2 separate regions of the Mus musculus genome follow, and region 2 is linked to region 1. Evidence: chromatin contacts called from public Micro-C data. All regions are on one chromosome and are shown on one strand. The core of a region is the stretch at or near the end of the contact, and the rest is flanking DNA. Distances in the headings are between cores, read along the strand shown.

Evidence for each region. Hi-C and Micro-C count contacts between places; a contact is called where the count stands out from the background.
Region 2: a contact with region 1 is called in a Micro-C map of the HL-1 cell line, with 4 times the contacts expected there. The contact joins the enhancer-like site here to the promoter of Dusp5 in region 1. A contact is called at or near these places in 2 of 484 Hi-C or Micro-C datasets (the HL-1 cell line and cortical neurons), 1 of 115 datasets of contacts at active chromatin or transcription factors (pancreatic cancer cells) and 3 of 9 other capture datasets (adipose tissue, liver and pancreatic islet).

What each region holds. Positions count from the first base shown.
Region 1 is chr19:53,526,913-53,531,009 of GRCm38.p6, reverse strand. It overlaps Dusp5 (dual specificity phosphatase 5), which reads right to left and starts at 1,865. Exons shown (of 4, transcript NM_001085390.2): 1 at 1,314-1,865. The coding sequence starts at 1,692.
Region 2 is chr19:53,647,109-53,651,205 of GRCm38.p6, reverse strand. No RefSeq gene overlaps it. Among named protein-coding and RNA genes, the nearest start is that of Gm46653, 27 kb to the left of the region's middle. Within about 2 kb of position 2,190, at least 80 of the 459 cell types and tissues checked have an H3K27ac peak or open chromatin away from gene starts, as enhancers often do. A contact at or near this core is called in the HL-1 cell line, cortical neurons and pancreatic cancer cells, where this site is marked.

The DNA of each region.
Region 1 (4,097 bases), core at 616-3,115:
GTTTTAGGGTGGGCTGAAGACACACATCTCCTTAAACACCCTTGGGGCTATTCAGATTGTCACCTGGACACATGTTACCTCATTTTTTTAACAGTGAGAGAGAGACCGCTGCAGAGCTTAGAAAAGGCCACCCACCCTTGCAGATTCTGCAGCTGGGCTGCAGCAACATCCACCTGTTATCTCCCAATGGGATCAACAAGGAACAGTTAGCAAGAGGTGTTAATTAGCTGGGAAGCTACCCACTTGCCTTGGGATCTTCCTGGCCTACAGTGTGTGAAATTCCAACTTGCATGGCTTTGACACTGGGTCTTCAGCTCACTGCACCTGAATTCTGAACCGTAACAGAGTTCCTGGACAAGTCATCAGAGTTTTGGGGCCCTATCTGAGAGCTCTCTCCCCTGCACCCAGGCCAGTGTTCCCATACTTTTGAGGTTAGAAGGCAGGAGCAGTCACAGGAAATGACCCAGAAATCAATGATGTGGGGTTTGAGAGTAATCACACACCCACAACCGGAAGCCAAAGTTATCTCGACAGCAGGTGAAATAAGTCGGGCCTGCAGGCAGCTCTCGGAGGCCTAAAATCAAAGGCCTCAGAATCTCCTCTGAATCTTTGCAGCCTCTGCAGCACCTCTCTTAACTAGGTTGGCCGGTTGGTAGTCTCTGAGGATAATCCCCTGCTGGGGATGACAGGATGAAAGGGGTGGGAAAGCTGTCAGTTCCCAAATTAAGCTTGAGAACGGCCTATTTGGGGAGAGGAGGAGGAGGAGGCTGGAGGATAACAATAAAAAGCAATAAAGGGAGAGGAAGGGGAGGGACTTGCCAGGGTCAAAAAGGCAAGAGGCCCACCAAGACACAGCCTAACGTGCTCTAATTGTCTAGGCGGGAAGAAAGGGGACACCGCGGCGCCACTCTCCTGGGGGAGGGTCTCAACTTGTTTGATCGCGCTGATCTGTACAGAAAGGTTCCGACCCCCGTGGCCTGCCAACGGCGCCAATGACCAGCATGAGCTCTGGGCCCCCGGAACTATTAGGGAGCACCGCCCGCAGCACCTTCCCAGCCCACCCAACCCAGAGGACAGACAGGATGCCAGACGCTTTCGAGGAAAGGCGGGTGGGGAGAAGGAAGCCCTGGGCGCTGACGTGTTGCAAGGACCTCCCAAGCGCACGTCAAACCCCGGGGTGCATACTCCCGCAAGTGGTGACTTTCTCCGGTCCAGAGTTCCCATGCAGGGAGGTAACCCTGGGGCCTGGTAACACAGGGTGCAGGGGAGCAAGGGAGGGTGGCAAAGGGCAGTCTGCTCCCGGACGAACTCACCTTTAAGGAAGTAGACCCGCGGGCCGGCGGGCAGGCAGGCCAGCAGCGAGGTGAGCACGACGCGCGCGGCGCTCTCCTCCCGCAGCTTCTGCCAGTGGCGGCTACCCTGGTCCAGCACGACCACCGCCGCCACACCGCCGCCGCCCTCCTGCAGCAGCCGAGCGCGGGCCGCCTCGTCGGGCAGCACGTAGCGCGCCGACACCGCGCCGCCCCGGGCCCGCCGCAGCACCACCGAGTTGAGGTTGACGTTGAGCGAGCCGCGCACGCTCGACGCGGCGAAGGCCAGGTAGGGCCGGCAGTCGAGCACCACGCAGCGCGCCTCCGCCTCCTTGCGGAGCATCTTGCGCAGCTGGCGCCCGTCGAGCGACGTGACCTTCATGCCGCTGCCACCCAGCGGCCCGACGCTGCGCGCCCCACAGCTGCCAGAGGACGGGCGGGCCACCTCGCGGGGGCTGTGGCCTGCAAACGGAGCCCGGCGCGAGGGGCCGCGCGACGCTCTCCACGCCCCGCTCGCTGGGCTCCCGGCCCCGCCGCTCGCTGCCCCAGAAAGCTGGGGATTCCGCCGGCAGCGCAGCGTTTTATGTGAATGAGTGCGCGTCCTGTGACGTGAGTGCCCATATAAGGCCAAATATGGGTATTTCCCCGCCCCCTGGCTGACCACGCCCATGGGTGGAGCTTGCGGGCACCCGCCTCCACCCAAGGAGCAGGCTGGAGAGAGGGCGTCTTAGAGCGAGAAAGAGGAAGTGGCGGGCGATCGCTCCCTCTCTCGGGGGGCCCGGCGCCGAGAGACTCACTCACGCATCACCCCGGACTACCGGTGGAGTGTCAGGAACGCCACCAGGCCGAGGTGACCCACGCCGTGCGGGAAGAGGAGGTGACCGTGGCCGCGCTACGGAGCCCCTGGGGCCTCCCGGTGAATCCCGGATTCCGGTCGCTCCCGGTTGTGTCTGCGTTTGCAAGGAGATTTAGCCTCTGAGATGAGCCGAGATGCGGCGTGGCTTGGTCATCTTGATACTGGGGGCTTCTTTCTAACACGTTACCCCCACTTTTGTTACCTTTTAATTTTCCGTAATAAAAGTTCCTGAGAGTAAAAAGGAGGAGTTGTGAATGGGTGAGCCGGAGACGTCAAGTGGATTCTACTTCGGATGATTGACAGTCCCCTTTTGGCTCTCTCCAAAGATTGCTCTCTCCAATGTACCACCCGAGCTTCATAGTGAGACCCTGCCTCAAAGAACAAAACAAAACAAAAAGCCCCACCCCCACCCCCGAACAATACACCGACTCGGGAGCTCTGTGGTTCTGGGCAGCTTGTGGGGAGCTGTAAGGCTCAGTCCAGTTAAACTGTTGTCCGGGTGGCTTCTGGATTTGTGGGATTATGGTGGATAAAATGTAATCCCAGGCTGTCTGCCCCCGCTATTCTCTCGGGAGCTTCATGCTGCCTGCCCCCATTCCCGGAAAATTAAGTGTGATTTGTCCCCTCTGCAAGTATTTACTGAGGGCTCTGCTAGCTGTCAGGGCACGTGGGATGCAAATGCGTTCTGCCTACAAATCCTTTGCCAACTATTTCACTGTTATCTTTTCATGGAAAACAAAACAAACCAAACCCTTGCATCCATTTACAGCCCCCATAAGTGGATGAGATTTTTTTTTTTAAGGAGAAAGCAGAAATCACATTCTGCTATCCAATCAATCAGCCCAGCAACAATAATGGCTGGCATTGCTTCTGGGTCATATCTTCATTCAAGCAATCGATTCAATCACTGTATACTCTGTCCTGAGTATTCAGTGGCTGGCCTGTAATTTTAGCATCTTTGAGACTGAGAAAAAAATATCAAAAACCCGAGGCCAATCTAAGCAATATAGACGCCCGCACCCACCCCACCCCCCACACAAAACAAACAAACAAACAAAAAAACACCAAAGCTGTAGCTAGCAGGCTCCACCCACGTCTTTCATCTCAAGCCTCACGAAGAATACCCAGCACCGGCACCAGCCAGTCTTGTGTTAGACGCTTGGTAACACGGCTGGAAGCAGGACTCCAATCCATCAGCCCCAGCCCAGGGAGGAGGCCTGGTCCCATCTCGGGCCTCTGTAAGTGTCTGTGTCTGCACACCCATGGTGTGTGGGCTGTGGTGGAAGTGGAGAAAGTTTCTCAGCCGATGAGAGCTGAGACAAACTTCCAAGAATGAGTAGAAACCACTTGCTGTGAAGGAAACAACCCAGCCTGTTATGCCTGGAGGTGTTTGAAAGACTCCCCCTCAGAAGAGAGAAATTAACACTTCTGCAAACCCATGGTTTTGTCTTCACTTCATTGTGCTTCTGTTTATTTACTTTGTCAGTTTGCATGTGTGTGTGTGTGGGGGGGGGGGGGTCAGAGGTCAGTTTACAAGGGACCCTTTCTTTCCTTCCACCATGAGGGACCTACAGATCAAACTCAGCGTCTGAGGCTTCACCCACCATCCCCACAGCCCATGAAACATTCTGGGTGGCACCTTCTTCCTAGAGAGCTGCAGGCTGCCCTGAAATCATGATGCAGGTTAGGCCAGGTTGGAATGGTACCATAGAGGCACAGCCTAGTAACCCTGAGACCCTCACCTAGGACCAGACTGCCCCAATCTACACAGCAGAGATTGCTCCCCTGAAAGTTCAGCTCACGGTGGCTCACACTAAGGTCCTAGAATTGCACACCAGCCAATCTGGATTGCCCTCCTTCAAGAGGCATGAATTACATACCTGGAAGCTACAACAAAGAAAATATCCTGTCACCTTGTCCCACGAGGCCTG
Region 2 (4,097 bases), core at 941-3,440, 120 kb before region 1:
TGGTTAAAGGATAGGTGTACGAGTGCAAAGGGCGTGTGTATGTTTGGGGGGAAGGGGCAACAAAACAACTAACGTGATTGTTGACAAGAGGCGAGGCAACGTGTCAGCCACCCCTTTGCTGGACCTTCTCTGAGCCCGAAAGGGGGATAAGAAAACCTGATCTCAGGGCTGACAGATGGCTCAGGGCTTAAGAACATTTGCTCTACCATCATGAGCACCTAGGTCAGATCCCAGAACTCATTTAACAAGCAGAGCATCCTCATAAATACCTGTAGCCCTAGCTTCAAGGTGGAGAGCAAGATAGGGAGGCAGGGGAATTGCTGGCTTCCAGTCTAGCAGAAAAACCATGCACCCCAGATTCAGGAAGAGACTTGGCTCAGAGGAGGAGGCCGTGATAAAGGAGATATACTCTCCTGGCATCTGCATGCACGCAGACATGCATATAGCACACACGAGCTAAAGAAAACCTGGTCTCCATCCAAGATGGTTTCAAAACAGAAATCCAGGTCCTTAGGTGGTAACAAGGTTTAATTGGTCGGAGGTCAGGTTCTAAAAGGCTTGCTTATTGGTGGGGGCTTGAGGAAGGTATGCCCACATAGAAGACCGAAGAGACATCTGGTCCAAAACATGAAAGCCACTCATGTGACAGTTTGGATTCTGAGCAAGGCCACTGTGGCTTTCCGTACTGGCTGGGCTAGAGACAAGCAGTGACTGGGGTCATCTTAGTTTCAGGAAAAGTTCTCTAAAATCCAGTTTATCCACTTCACAGACCCACAGACCAGCATTTGCTCTGTCAGAGGTCTTAGTAGGTCTGACTGTGCTCGGGGGCAAATTCCCCTGGCTATCTGGGCTTGCCTAATGAGATTTAAAAAAAAAAAATCACACTTCACCAACCATTCTGTATGTTTTTTTTTTTAATAAGATTTTTATTTATGAGTATGTGTATGTTTTTGGGTGAACATGCTGGATCCTGGAGCTGCAGTTACAGGTGGTATGTGGGTGTTGGGGACAGAACCACAGCCTTCTGCATGAGCAGTCACGGTTACCGGCGGAGCCATCTCCCCAGCTCTTTGTTAGTTGCTTTCTCATCACCGTGACCAAAGTACTTGAAAGAGACAAACTCAGGGAGGAAATGTTTATTTTGGCTCAGTTTCAGGGGGATTTCAGTCAATCACAGGGCGAGGCAGGGTGGAGTGGCTGTCCTGACAGGAGCATGAGGCAAGGCAGCTGCTCACATTTTAATGGACCAGGAAGCAGGAATAGATGGAACCTTCAAAGACTTGCCCCCAGTGACTTCACCCCACTTCCAGACCCCAGCCCTTCAGGGCACAGCTGGAGACCAGTGAACAAACAGACCAGGGCTTCAGTCTGTGAGGCCACTGTGAATCCAAAGTACAACCCTCCAAGTGACCACAATGGAGCAGAGACTGCAGCACGGACTCATATGAAAACCTTTCTGGTTTGCTAATGAGACAGGATGGATGTGTGCCCTGCACATACACATGTCTAAAGGAGGTTCTGCTGTCCTACTCAGTCACCAGCTGCCCATTCCCAACGCAGTAAAATGGGTCGCTCAGCTTCGCTTTACCACCTGGTCACCATGCTCTGTGGGTGGAGTGAATTGGGGCAGCACGAGTTTGTGGGAGAAGGTCCTTAAGCCACTCATCCACAGTGACAGAGCATCACCTCTGGTGAAACTTGGAAGTGGCAGGACCTCTTAGGATGGCTTTTCGTGGCTTGGTAGGCAATAGGGTAGAACAGGTCTTCCTGGGGTGTCCAGAGATCACACAGTGACTGCTACCAATAATTCGAAAACACTAAGTGGATTAAAATGCCAAAACCACAGGACACAGAGGGAACTTAGAAACCATACATGAAACAGAACGAAAGGCAACCTCTGCTTTAGGAATGCCAGGCTGCAGAGAACCAGGATGCCTCTGCGCTTAAATGAGGACTCAGAAGGCAGAAGGAACAAAGGAGCAAGCGCGTGCTCTGCAGAGAATAAGCAGGCCTGGCGTGAGGAAGGGTTGCCATCTTTACAACACCCAGGCTTCCTGCTGTTTCCGGAACAGTGACACAACCTGTTGTGAGCGCAGCAGGCACCTTTGCCCCAAAGCTCACTTAGGAGTGAGCTGCAAGCAGTTAACACTTCGCTCATAAAGTGCTGCCCCAGAGGTCTCAGTTATACCACACCCTGACCTCACAGCGGCTGCAACTCTAGCGAGGAATCAGTGTGGAAGAAAACCTGAGATCCCAAATCTGAGGGGTCAGCATGTATCAAGGGCTCCCTCTAGTGGCTACGGGGAAAACAGCTTGAGATTTAGGCTGAGAGAAAATGGAGCCCCTACACAATGCTGAAGAAAGCACCTTTCTAACTGTGAGGAGGCAAGGTAGGCTGGAAACGGCTCCCAAGAAGTCTTTGCCTTAAGTGGCACTGTACATCAGACATTAATAGGCTCTGACACTCTAGTCCCAAATAATTTGGCTCTAAACCCATGTCCTTCAGGCTTTGGGGCTCTATTATATCACCACCACCACCACCACCACCACCACCACCACCACCACCACCACCACCACCACCACCACCACCACACACTTGCTTCTCTGCACACACACCAGAAGGTGTCTGATACCTCGGGACTTAGTTACAGGCAGCTGGAAGCTACCCGATATGGATTCTGAGAACCAATCAGCAAGCGCTCTTCTTAACAGCTGAGCTATCAATTTTAATGGCTGAATAATTTCTTGAAGACACTCAATTACACAGTCCATCAAAGATAATGTTCAAACGTTAAGGTCTCTGGAAAACTCATACCACAGTGTGCCAACCTGACAGAGTAAATATATCCACATTCTTTTTGCAACCCTAATCTCCACGCTGCCTCGTGTTCTGTGTAGCTACTGGCTGCCACAAGGCCTCTTACACCCAGGAGACACTCTGTCTCTAGGAAGGGGTGCCTGTCGGCCACACGGTGGCAGATTTATAGATAACACTGGCACCTTCCTTGCAGAAGCCTGGCAACTGGAGGTAACTCAAGTCTCCCTGGGACATGGGTAAGTGTGACCTAAGTGTTCCTAAGTTGGTGAGTTCTTTAAACAAACAAACAAACAAAAAACTAACAACAAAAAAAGGCAAAGGGCAGAGACAAAGTGAAGGTGGCAATCATCTATAACCTTAAAATTCGTCTTTGTGTAACGTGCAAGGCCACCTGCAAATAAATGTGTGAGTTTCTTGAGAGAAGGGACCCACGGCTTGGTTCTGTTATCTAAGTGTGCTAATATGTTCACTTGGGCCACCTGCCTGATCTGGGCTTCACATCTCATCTGTAAAATTAGAATATTAAACTAAAATAAAGAAATGCATCTCTGGAACTAAATATATTCTAACTGCAAGGTCCCGTTATTTTTAGCTTAATGTGCAAACACCAAAGCCATATTTAAAGAGGACTTGCTTTGCCAAACCTGAGCTCTAGACAAACCAATGTTTCTTGTAGAGATGTTAATCTACTTTATCAAGATTTAACGTGACCCAAGCCGTAACCTATTTCTAGGCAAGGCTACGACTAAACCAGATTTCATTGGCGTTGCTTTTCCCAGGTGAAATTAGACACAGGGCAGCAGGGCCCCACCCTCACAACAGGGCAATGCTATCCAACAACACAGCATATAGAGAGAAAATGAACCCTCAAGGAGGCACAGCTGCCTACAGGCAGTGCCCACTCTGCGAAGCCAGCAGCTCGCTGCTGTGGCCTGTAAGGACCACTGGCTCGGACAGCGAAGTCTCCTCCCAAACACCATCCAACCAGCAGGCTCCTGCGAGCTGAATGGAGAACTAGCTCCTTCTAGAGTTGTTAGGAAACCTTTAAACCATCAAGCCAAGTGAGTGTTTGAAAACACATTTTTGCTGATGCTTAATTTTAAAAAGAATCATTAAAAAATCAGTTTTTGCCCTTTCCCACTTCTGAATTTGTACTTTCCAAAAACTATTCTTAAAATTGTGTCATTAAGCCGGGAGTGGTGGCGCATGCCTTTAATCCCAGCACTCAGGAGGCAGAGGCAGAAGCAGGCGGATTTCTGAGTTCAAGGCCATCCTGGTC